Linked DNA regions of Danio rerio: region 1 is linked to region 2. A link is a contact called in public Hi-C data. All regions are on one chromosome and are shown on one strand. Each heading gives the region's core, a stretch centred on a gene start, on an enhancer-like site or on the middle of the called end of the contact. The rest is flanking DNA. Distances are from core to core; before and after follow the strand shown.

Region 1 (6,562 bases), core at 3,401-5,900, 61 kb after region 2:
GCATATGTTTTAAGCAGCGGATATGTTTGCCCTTCCAGCTGCAACCCATCACTGGGAAACCTCCATACACACTGATTCACACACATCTACTACGGACAATTTAGCTTATGCAATTCCTCTATGGAGCATGTGTTTGGACTGTGGGGGAAACCGGAGCACCCGAAGAAAACCCACGCCAACACGAGGAGAACATGCAAACTCCACACAGAAACTCCAACTGACCAAGCCGGGAATCAAACCAGCGACCTTCTTGCTGTGAGGTGATTTTTTACTTTTTATTTTCATTTTATTTATCTTATCTAGACCAGAGACTCAACAGAACACTCGAATGTTTCATGTTTCTGCTTGGCTTGAACAATAGCTGGAGACGAACCCTAGAGAGGGAGGATTTATACAGCCGCTTGCTGAACGCATTTATCAAACACAAGCATGCAGACGTGTAGAAACACACACGCACACGTACACACACACCTCACCCTGACCGCAGACTCTGCCATGTACAAGGACGGGTCATAGAAAACAAACACAAGACGTCTGATTCACAACCTAGTCAACACTAAACAGTCAACACTGAACTGTCTACACTAAACCGTCAACACTGGCAGGTTTTACAGCAGGACGGCTGGTGAAATACACTGCTCGATTTGTCTTCTTCCAGACTATTGGAAAGAAAACACCCCAAATACACATTTATGGGTTCATTTTGTAGCACTTTATCAATTTGTGTCTGGAGAATCTAATTTCACTGCAGATCTTGAAAGGCTGTAAGTTATTTTTGTACTGTACAGACCATCCGCACTTACACTCACCGGCCACTTTATTAGGTACACCTGTCCAACTGCTCATTAACCCAAATTTCTAATCAGCCAATCACATAAAATGCCTAATTAATAAGCAAATAAAATACATTAATAAATAAATGTAAAAAATGCCTTAGTAAATAAAAAGAAAACAAATCACCCTTTCTTTTTCTTCCTTCCTTTCTTTCTTTTGTATTTTATTTTGTTATTGTTTATTAGGTTTTATTTTACTGTTGTTTATTTTTTATTTTATTATTGTTTATTATTGTGTTTTATTTGATTATCGTTTATTTTTTATTATAGTTTTGTTGTATTTTATTTTATTATTGTTTTTTTCTTTTATTGATGTTTATTATTGTATTTTATTTTATTATTGTTTATTATTTTATTATTTTAGTTTTTAATTTTATTATTGATTTTACTGTATTTTGTTTGTTATGTTTTATTTCATTATATTTTATATTTTATTAAATTGTAATATTTTTTTATTTTCATTTTATTTTATTATTGTTTTATTTTTATTTTATTACATTTTTTATTTAATTTTATTATTGTTTATTTTATCATATTTTTAATTTAATTAAATTTTTGTTTATTACTTTTATTTTATAATTGATCATTATTTTATTTTATTAAATTTTTTATTAAATTTAAAAAATATATTATTGTTTTTGATTTTTCATTTTATTATTTGTTGTATTTTATTTAATATTGTTTATTTTCTATATTGTTTATCAAGTTGCCTGCTCTGATTAGTTTCCATTTCTGCTGCACATTCGGATGGTGGGGTCAGAATTTAGCCTCAACAACATGAAAGCATGGATCCATCCTGCTTTATATCAGCAGTTCAGGCTGGTGGTGGTGGTGTAATGGTGTGTTGGAGATTTTCTTGGCACACTTTGGGCCCATTAATTGAGTAACGTGTCAACGCCACAGCCTACCTGAGTATTGCTGCTGACCATGTCCATCCCTTTATGAGCACAGTGTCTCCATCTTCTGATGGCAGCAGGATAACGCAGCATGTCATAAAGCTCAATCATCTCAGACTGGTTTCTTGAACATGACGATGAGTTCCTTGTACTCAAATGGCCTCCACAGTCACCAGAGCTCAATCCAATAGAGCAGCTTTGGGATGTGGTGGAACGGGAGATTGGCATCATGGATGTGCAGCCGACAAATCTGCAGCAACTGTGTGATGCTATCATGTCAATATGGAGCAAAATCTCTGAGGAATATTTCCAGTAGCTTGTTGAATCTACACCATGAAGGATTAAGACAGTTCTGAAGGCAAAACGGGGTTAAACACGATACTAGTAAGGTGTACCTAATAAAGTGGCCGGTGAGTGTGTATTCTAGATCTTGAAAATACAAGAATCCTACACTCCTATTCCATATGTCAAACTTTGCAGTAAATATACAGTCAAAAATAATTGCTTGCCTAATTAAGCCTTTAAATTGCAGTTAAATCTATCTTTCTTTATCTTATACATTTCTTTGCCCAATAAAAGGTTAAACACCGTGTCCAGTCAGATGCATACAGTAGCAATGCAGTAATGTGTTTTCAGTGTGTGGTCTCTGCAGCTCCCTATGTAGGCAGCACACACTGAAGTGTTCAGGATCAGAGCTCCAGTCTCTCTCCATGAGGTCAAACTCACACTGAGCAGAAGCTCCAGACTCTGCAGGAAGAGCTTCAGGTGATCCGGCTTACAACACGCACACACACACACACACACACACACACACACACACACACACACACACACGCGCACACACACACACACACACTCACACACACACACACACACACACACACACACACACACACACACACACACGATTACACACATCAGATTTCTCTCAGACACACATCACATCATGCTTTGAGGGATGAAAAACACAAATGGCAGATGGAGAGTAACTGCACGTAAAGTGTTGAGGGTAAATCAGAGCTGATCAGAACTGAAACTGAATCATCCATACATCCCGAACTCAACAGATTTATGCACAACTTGTAGCTCAAAAAGTGAAAATAAATACTTAATAAAGACATTAAAACTGTATGAAAAAATAACAAAGCAAAAATGTAAGGAACAATAAATAAACACATAAAATGTGTTAATGAAAACACAAATAAAACACAAATATGAATGAAGAGTCAATAACATGTTCATAAATAAATGAAGAAAAAGCCTCAACAAAGAAAACCAAATTAAAAGTTTATTAATTCACGATTTATACATTCATTACTGTATAATATAACTGCAATTCTTTCTTTTTCTCTTTCATCACTTTATTTTTCCTTCTTTCCTCCTCTCTTTGTTTCCATCTTTCTTTCTCGTCTCGGTTATATTCTTAATTTTCTCTTCTCTTTCTCCATTTCTTCTTTATTTTATTATTTCCCCCTTTCATTCTTTTACTTTGTTCCTTATTTTTTTCTCTCTTTTACTTACTTTCTTGTCTCGGTTTTATTTTTTATTTCTTTTTTCCCCTCCTCATTCTCTGTTTCTTCTTTTTTTCTTTTTTCCTTTTCTTTTCTTTTCTCTCTGTTTTATTTATTCTTTATTTATTTTTCTCATTATTTTTGTCTTTCTGTTTTATTATTATTTTTTGCTTCTCTTTTCTTTCTTTATTATTCACTTTTTTCTGTCTTTCTCTCTTTTTCTTTCTTTATCTCTTTCATTCTGTCATTTTTCTCTTTTAATTTTTATTTCTTTTTTCTGGTCTGTTTTATTTTTATTCTGTTCTTTCCCCTTCTCTTTCTCGGTTTCTTCTTTCTTTTTGTTATTTTCCCCTTTCATTCTCTTTCTTTTTTTCTTTCTTTTTCTTTCTTTCTTTCTTTCTTTCTTTCTTTCTTTCTTTCTTTCTTTCTTTCTTTCTTTCTTTCTTTCTTTCTGTCTTTCTTTCTTTCTTTCTCTGTTTTCTATCTTTCTTTTTCATTCTCTTTCCTTTTCCTTCTTTTTTCTCTGTTTATTTTTTCTTTTTTTTCTGTTTCATTCTTTGTTGTCTTTCTTTTTTCCTTTGTTTGATTTTCTTTCTTTCTTTTTCTCATTCTTTCTTTTTTCTCTTTCTCTTTTTCCCTTTCTTTCTCTCTTTTTCTTTTGCTTTCTTTTTTGTCTGTTTTATTTTTTATCTTGTTCTTTCTCTGTCTTCTTTCTTTTTCTTTTTACCCTTTATCTCTATTTATTTTTTCTACTTTGTCTGTTTTATTCGTGGTTTCTTTATTTTTCTTTTCTTTCTTTCTTTCTTTCTTTCTTTCTTTCTTTCTTTCTTTCTTTTCCTTATTTTTTCTGTTTATTTTTTCTTTTTTCTGTTTCATTCTTTGTTCTCTTTCTTTTTTCCTTTTTTGATTTTCTTTCTTTCTTTCTTTCTTTCTTTTCTTCCTTTTCTTTTTTTGTTAGTTTGGTCTCTCTTTTTCATTAATTTCTTTCTTGTTTGTTTTATTCTTTATTTCTTTTTCCTTCTCTTTCTCTGTTTTTTCTTTCTTTTTTCTCTTTCTCCATTTTCTAATTTCTTTCTTTTTTACTTATATTTCTCTCTTTTCTTTTTTCTCTGTTTTATTGTTCCTTTTTTCTTTTCCTTCTCTTTTTTATTTTCATTAACTTTTTTCCTTCTTTGTTTCCTTTATCTCTGTTTCATTCTTTCTGTTTGTCTTTCTTGCTTTCAAATTTATATAAACTGTATTGTTTTACTGTAATGTTTATTCAAAGAATAAATGTGAGTCTGACTGTGAGTCTGATGTCTGCATCTTCAATAAAGCAGTGTGCGTGTGTGTGTGTGTGTGTGTGTGTGAGAGAGAGAGAGAGAGAGCGAGAGAGAGAGAGCGCACTGCAAGTCTCTCCGCAGATCAGCTGACTCTCACAAAGGCACCGCTGCACAATGCATCATGGGAACTGCGGTCGCAGCACAGATGACCCAGAATATTTTCTGCTGACATTCCTCAGAGGCGAGGAAATCTGTGTGCAAGCTAAAACTGGGTTACATAACACCAGCCTAATATAGTCATGCAGGTAAAGCTCTCCGAATGACTTATAAACAGCACACAGAATCTCATTTCTCAAAAACACAAACACTGCAATAATAAAAGAAGAACCTCCGCTATCTGAGACTCTGAGCTGATGAGGCTGCGTGGAAACACTGCATTCATTTCTGTGTGTAGAGATGAGAACACACAACTAACACTAACGCATGGACAGATGAACAGAACTTTAGTAATGCAGGGCAGAGCATTAAAAATCAACATAAAAAAAAATATGAATTATTATGTAAAAACTTTTTATTTTTAAATTTACTAGGTATTTTACAAGACAATTAAGTATTTTCCATTACATTATTATTCATTCATTTTCTTTTCAGCTTAGTCCCTTTATTATTCAGGGGTCACCACAATGCAAAGAACCGTCAACTTATCCAGCATATGTTTTACGCAGCGGATGCCCTCCCAGCTGCAACCCATCACTGGGAAACATATTGTTTTACATTATATTATATTATATTATATTATATTATATTATATTATGTTTTATTATATTTTATTATATTATATTATATTATATTATATTATATTATATTATATTATATTATACTATATTATATTATATTATATTATATTATATTATATTATATTATATTATATTATATATTATATTATATTATATTGTACTATATTATATTATATTATATTATATTATATTATATTATATTTTATTATATTATATTGTACTATATTGTACTATATTGTACTATATTATATTATATTATATTATATTATATTATATTGTACTATATTATATTATATTATATTATATTATATTATATTATATTATATTATATTATTTTATATTATATAATATTATATTATATTATATTATATTATATTGTACTATATTATATTATATTATATTGTACTATATTATATTATATTATATTATTTTGTATTTTATTATTTTATATTATATTATATTATATTATATTATATTGTACTATATTATATTATATTATATTATATTATATTATATTATTTTATATTATATTATATTATATTATATTATATTATATTGTACTATATTATATTATATTATTTTATATTATATTATTTTATATTATATTATATTATATTATTTTGTATTATATTATATTATATTATTTTATATTATATTATATTATTTTTTTATATTATTTTGTATTATATTATATTATATTATTTTTATTTTGGTATTATAATATAATATAATATTTTATATTATATTGTATTTTTTATATTACTATTAGTATTATATTATATTACATTATATTACATTATTATTATATTACAATATGTTATTATTATATTGTGTTATATAGTTTTTTTATTTTATATTATTATTTTTTATTATATTTATTATACTATTTTATATTATATTATATCATAATTAAATTATTTTATATTATATTATATTATATTATATTATAGTATTTTATATTAGTTTTATAATATTATATTATATTTTACATTACTATTATTATTTTATTATTTTATATTATTGTTAAATTATAATATGTTATTATAATATTATGCTTTATTGTTTTTTATTTTATATTATTATTTTTTATTATATTTATTATATTATATTATTTTTTATTATATTATATTATATTATATTATATTATATTATATTATATTATATTATATTATATTATATTATATTATATTATATATTTTATTCAGTGGTTAACAAAGTACTGAAAAATCATACTCGAGTAAAAGTACTATTACTTGCCAAAAA
Region 2 (6,245 bases), core at 2,403-4,902:
GTCTTCTGCAGTATTTGTGATGATTGGGATGCAGATCAACAGGTCCAATTGGCTACAGAACAAACCACTGTTGTCCAATGACTTGCCTAATTAGCATAATTAACCGAGTTAAGCCTTCAAACTGCACTCTAAGGTGAATACTCTCTTGCAAAATGACTAGTAAAATATTATCTACTATCATCAGGGAAATCAGTTATTAGTAATTAGTTATTAAACACCTCACAGCAAGAAGGTCGCTGGTTTGAGCCTCGGCTGGGTCAGTTGGCATTTCTGTATGGAGTTTGCATGTTCTCCATGTGTTCGCATGGGTTTCCTCCGGGTGCTCCCGATTCCCCCACAAGTCCAAAGACGTGATACAGGTGATTTGGATAGACTAAATTGTCTGTGGTGTATGAGTGTAAATGAGTGTGTGTAAAACATGCTGAAAAAGTTGGCGGTTCATACCACTGTGGCGACCCCAGATTAATAAAGGGACTAAGCCAAAAATAAATTTAATGAATTAATTGACCTTTAGCTAACAATTTTGCCTGCAACTGCATGCTTATTTGTTATTTTATGCATGAACATACACACACACACACACACACACACGCACACACAGAATATGCAAGCTAAATGTATGCACGAATAATCGGAAACACTTTAAGCAACATCTCTCAAACAAAGAATCCTCTTTAAGGTTAAAACACAGCGCAGATCCTCCCTTTGACCTTCCACGTGTCCTTTACAGCCTGCTCCAGAACAGAGCCCTGTGTACTGATCTGAATCGGTCGCATTGGAATCGTCGTACGTGAGAATTAAATGTCAATGAAGTCCTTTTGATTTGGACTCGGACGAGACGTTTGTTCGGTGCGTCTCAACACACCGCGGACTATTATTATGCAAATGAGGCCGACTTCAACATTTCCGCCTGTGTGTTTTTTTCCAGCTGATGTCAGCAGTTCTCCAGAAGCCTCGGTGCACGGATGTCCTTCTCCCATAAACACGTCAGGTCGCCGTGGGCTGCTGGGAATGTCAACTGCTGTGCAACAGTGTCCTACATACACACTGCGAGCGGGCTGGTATACTGTTACACACACGTGCGTGCACATGAATACTCCGGTTAAATCAACCTACGGGTCACGCATTTAAAAATCGCACCCATTTTTCACGAGAAAGACTGTTTTGATTTGTCCTTGCTGTTTTAACTGGGATGCATATTTTTATGGAAAGTTAAATGCATGGACAATTAAATATATGGACATAAGTAAAAATAACGTCTCCCTCGCTTAGATGTGGAAGACTTTTTGGGCCTGTACTAGCTCCGACACTGGCTGCCTCAAACTTTTAAGTTAAATCAAATTAACCTTATGAGTGATTAGAACTTATATTATGTTAAACTGACCTAAATTAGCTCGTGTAACTTATAAAATTAGGTTAGAACATGATTAACTTATTAAACTAAGTTACAATAACATAAAAAATATATACTGTCGGAACTAATTGGCCATATCATATATATATATATATATATATATATATATATATATATATATATATATATATATATATATATATATATATATATATATATATATATATGCTATGTTAAAATTAGAATACTTTGGTATTTTAATATTATTATTGTACCATACAAATAACAATAACTGCATTTTGATTTGAAATTGGGACTGCAGTCATTGATTTTTTTAGTTAATCTTTATTAATCTTTTAACGTCAAGTTTATTATAATTCTAACATTTTTATGTAAACATTAATATTATAATTGTTATTTAAAATTACACTCTAAAAAATTCTGGTTGCCTTAATTTTTTTAAGCTACATCAAATTAACCTTATGAGTCATTCGAACTTATGCTATGTTAAACTGACTTAAAACAGCTTGCGTAACTTATACGATAAAGTTATAACATGATTAACTTAATTTATTAAGCTACAATGACCTAAAAACATATGCTGTCAGGACTAATTGATCATATAATTTTTACAGTGTATGTTTGTGTTATTCTAATTAATATGCCAGTTTTGATTTAAATATAATATGTGGTCATTATAAAAACATGCAGTTTTGTTCCTTTTTAATGCTTATTTTTTATATATTTAATATATAGTTCATTTTAATAGGCTAGTCCTTTAATAACACTCTGTTTACGATTCTAGTATTTTAATATAAATATGTTAATATTATTATTGTATTATAAAAGTAATGGTTTCTGTATGTTTTCTTAAAATTGCAACTACAGGTTATTGATTTGTTTAATTTTAAATAGGCTTGTCCTTTAAAAACAAGTCTATTATAATAATATTTGTATAATAATATATTCATATTATTGTAAATATATATATATATATATATATATATTTATAACTATTTGTGTATAACCACAGGTTGTTTATGTGCTTATTTTTTCCAAGGCTATCTCTTTAAGAACGAGTGAATTGTAATCACATTGATTTGTTAAATATCAGTATAAATGATATCAGTATAAATGATATCAGTATAAATTATCTTTCTTTCCATTTCTTAACCACTGTGCACTTTAGTGGATTTTTAAAAATAAAGGTTTAGGAAATTACCAAAGGTACAAGACTGTATAGTGTTACATTAAACTCGCCCACTCTCATCGCCTTCTGGCATATATATGCATTCAAGTTTATTCATTTATTCTAAATGGCACCGTGCAATTAACTCTCTATTTGACAGAATGTTTTCTCTCTCCCAGACATGTACTTTAAAGATCATCTATCAAACCGGAGAACACAGAGAGAGCATCAAACTTGCCGAAAGGATTAAATGAGAAAACGCACGAGAAATAATGACTCTAGTCTCAACAGGCACCAAAGCAAGGAGAACGCCATCTCCCCGAGTCTGAATGTTTGGGAAAACGACAATCCTACTGCGGGACGTCCTTATTCGTCCCATTGAAGGAGTGAACAATGAGAACACGATGTCAGACAACAGTGTGTACTACAGCTTCAGGATCTGCGTTAATTGCGGACATATGGCTCCTACTGGAATCATTGAGGAAACGGACCTTCTGGTGCCCAATTCGTGTGATTTGCATGAAAAGAAAGCCATTGGTTTATAGACCGTGATGTAAAAGAATGACCTGAAAGCCTGAGGCCACTGCCAGTAGTTGATGTAGTGGTTTGCGTCAAAAGCGGTGCGCGAACGCGCGGCGCGGGAGGGCAGATTTTTAACGTGGCGAGAGCGACATGTACATGTTGCAAATCTCAAGCAAAGCACACTTTTCTTTTTATCCAAAAATCATCTTTGTTATCATCTAAATTAGTTTGTTATTTATATAAAAAATAAATAGTCTTATAAATAAAAACGAACACACATTTGATTATTACATGAAAAATGCACGGAATATATATATATATATATATATATATATATATATATATATATATATATATATATATATAAACCCCTGTGTGGCTCTTGTCTCGGGCTTTGGTGAAATTTCCGGCGAAGGCGTGGACGTCAAACAACGGCATTAAGCCATCCAGTTCAATGTTGGTCCCGGGAGATTTTTTATGGATTAAATTAAGTACTTCCATCTTCATTTCCCACCTGATCGCAGCCATATAAATCCCAACAGCTGATCAACAGACTTCAGAAAGCCCGACGCCTTCAGACGGAACAGCTGGGAGATAAAGCGAGCGAGCGACGTGCACTCAGCGGTTTCACTGTCCTTTCTGTGTCTTTAGGGGTGCAGAAGCAGATCGGAAACTAGAGGACTAGTTAGTTTAAACTTAACGCCCGTACCTGGAAGATAAAACCGTGGTGAGGGTCTCGGAGGAACTAAAGAAAGAGAGAGAGGGGAGAGAGAGAGAGAGCGCGCGCGCACAGCGGAGCGAAGCTGTCCAGTGCTGAACGCGCGCCGCCGCAAACGGGAGCTGTCCAGTGCTGAAGTTGCATTTCTGCCGAGAGCATCGCGGCGTCGCGCTGCATCAACACACACACGCATTCAGGGTCTGCCGATACCCTGCGCTGGCATCTGAATCTCGGCATTACCGAGGAGAGGAACGACACTAAAAGAAGCAAATAAAAATAAATAAATAAGAGAGACGTTTTTGTTCTCCAGCGTTGCACTTGCATGAGGAAACGATTCGACCGGCGGACGAGTGTTTTCTCCTTCAGCGTAAAACATGCCAAGGTCTTTCCTGGTCAAAAAGGTGAAGCTTGATGATTTCTCATCCTCTGATCTTGAGAGCTCCTATGGCAGATCCAGGGCAGACATCAGCCTGCGCTTTCACGAGAAAGGTAATTATTTCACACCGCTTTAAACGCAAGGGCATGTGCATGCTTATTGACGCCTGATGGCTTTAATCGTAACCTCGGCGCTGACCCGCGGTCACACTGCGTTTCTGTCGAGTCGGCACATTTCAGGTGTTGCGCTCCTCCGAGCACGCATTCGACTCGCTTTAAGGCGCGTTTGCTGTAGAAAAACGCAGCGCTAGCAACAAGTACTTGACGTTCGCACCGAGAGTTATCGGAATTATCCACGCGCGCTGTGCATTAACGCAACGCTTGATCATGTTTCACGTCATTATTCACGCTCTACATAACCCGCGCGCGCTTGCATAAGCTGCCGTTTATAGAATATTCATGCATGCCGTCTTATTTTGGGGAGTCATTTCGACCTAATTCCTGCACAATACCAAAGCCAAGCACTAATTGAAATGGAGAAAGCTGTTGATTTCTTGCAGAAATTAATAAATAACTGTGGCTTTGTGTTTTTTTTTTTCCCAAGCCTACATCAGTGACTACATGACCCCGGCTCCGTATGATGGAGAGAGCGACAGCGGCATCAAAGTGCCCTCCCCGGGACCCATCTACGACAGCATCCACAGCGATTACGGAGCGCCGGACTCGGATCAACCGGACAGCCCGCAGTCGGAGATCTCGTCAGGCTACATCAACGGAGACACGGCGGTCAGCGAGGGGTACACGGTGGACGCCTTCTTCATCACGGATGGACGCTCACGGAGAAAAGCCATCAGCAGCCCTAGGACCCTCCAGAGGCACACGTGTAACGAGTGCGGAAAGACCTACGCCACGTCGTCCAACCTGAGCAGACACAAGCAGACGCACCGCAGCCTGGACAGCAAAATGGCCAAGAAGTGCCCGACCTGCGGGAAGGTTTACGTCTCCATGCCGGCCATGGCCATGCATCTGTTGACCCACGACCTCAAGCACAAGTGCGACATATGCGGGAAGGCCTTCAGCAGGCCGTGGCTTTTACAGGGACACATGCGCTCGCACACTGGCGAGAAGCCCTTCGGGTGCGCACACTGCGGGAAGGCCTTCGCTGACCGCTCCAACCTGCGGGCGCACATGCAGACACACTCGGCCTTTAAGCACTACAAGTGCAAGAGATGCAACAAGACCTTCGCTCTGAAGTCCTACCTGAACAAGCACTACGAGTCGGCCTGCTTCAAGGGAGCCTTCGCTCCCCTGAGCCCCATGGAAGTGTGAAGAAAACACAGAGGATTAATCGCATGTACCTTAACTTCTTTCTGTACTCGCTGTTCATTCACCCCAAAACTCAGAGGACATTGAAAATGTCTGTGTTTCTCTCGAAAGGTCAAACCTTTTCTAAGTATTGGATAATATTGTACTGCTGCCAGTGGCCACAAAAGTGTTCAGCATCGAGGTAAAACTATTTATTCATTGACTTATTTATTTATCTATTTATTTGTTTATTTGTTTCCTACAAACTGTGTAAGTTTGCACTTTAATTTGTCCTTCAGTTGCCAAGCCTTCGTCATCAATATGCCAAAGCATTTGCCACTTTCTGAATATCTTATTTTTTTGGTTGCCACTTTATTATTAGAAATTTGTTGCATGCAAAAAAAAAAAAAAAGAAAGAAAAAGTACTACTACTACTACTACTACTAATGGAATCTATGCCAATTTTATGAAGCTTTGGATATTTCTGCCAAAACCTAGATAGCATCCGTCGGCAATATTTCTGGGGAGTCATGATGAAGAATAGAGCAATAATGCATGGTATTTTTAAAAGCTAAAGCGAGTAATAACTATAGCCTTTTTAATCACGATTTTATCCAATACTATCAGTAGTCATTCAGAAGTTAAATATCAGGGAAATGCCAGAGTAGTATTAGCGGATACTTCCACGGGATGGGGTGGGGGGAGCGATGGGGGTAGGGTCCTTTTGTAAGTGGTTATGCACTGCCTGCCTCTTATTTAATAACGTAGTTTTTAGAAAGTAG

What was found. A called contact is a pair of places that touch in the nucleus more often than the background predicts.
Region 1: a contact with region 2 is called in a Hi-C map of an unstated tissue, with 1.8 times the contacts expected there. The contact joins the enhancer-like site here to the promoter of scrt1a in region 2. A contact is called at or near these places in 2 of 18 Hi-C or Micro-C datasets (caudal fin and an unstated tissue).

What each region holds. Positions count from the first base shown.
Region 1 is chr19:1,544,996-1,551,557 of GRCz12tu, forward strand. The region is part of intron 2 of LOC137488455 (a long non-coding RNA gene); the gene reads right to left. Among named protein-coding and RNA genes, the nearest start is that of scrt1a, 60 kb to the left of the region's middle. Within about 2 kb of position 4,651, at least 4 of the 62 cell types and tissues checked have an H3K27ac peak or open chromatin away from gene starts, as enhancers often do.
Region 2 is chr19:1,484,726-1,490,970 of GRCz12tu, forward strand. scrt1a (scratch family zinc finger 1a) reads left to right here and starts at 3,653. Exons shown (of 2, transcript NM_001113601.2): 1 at 3,653-4,272; 2 at 4,763-5,875. The coding sequence starts at 4,158. The coding sequence ends at 5,487. All of the region lies in intron 3 of LOC137488455 (a long non-coding RNA gene), which reads right to left.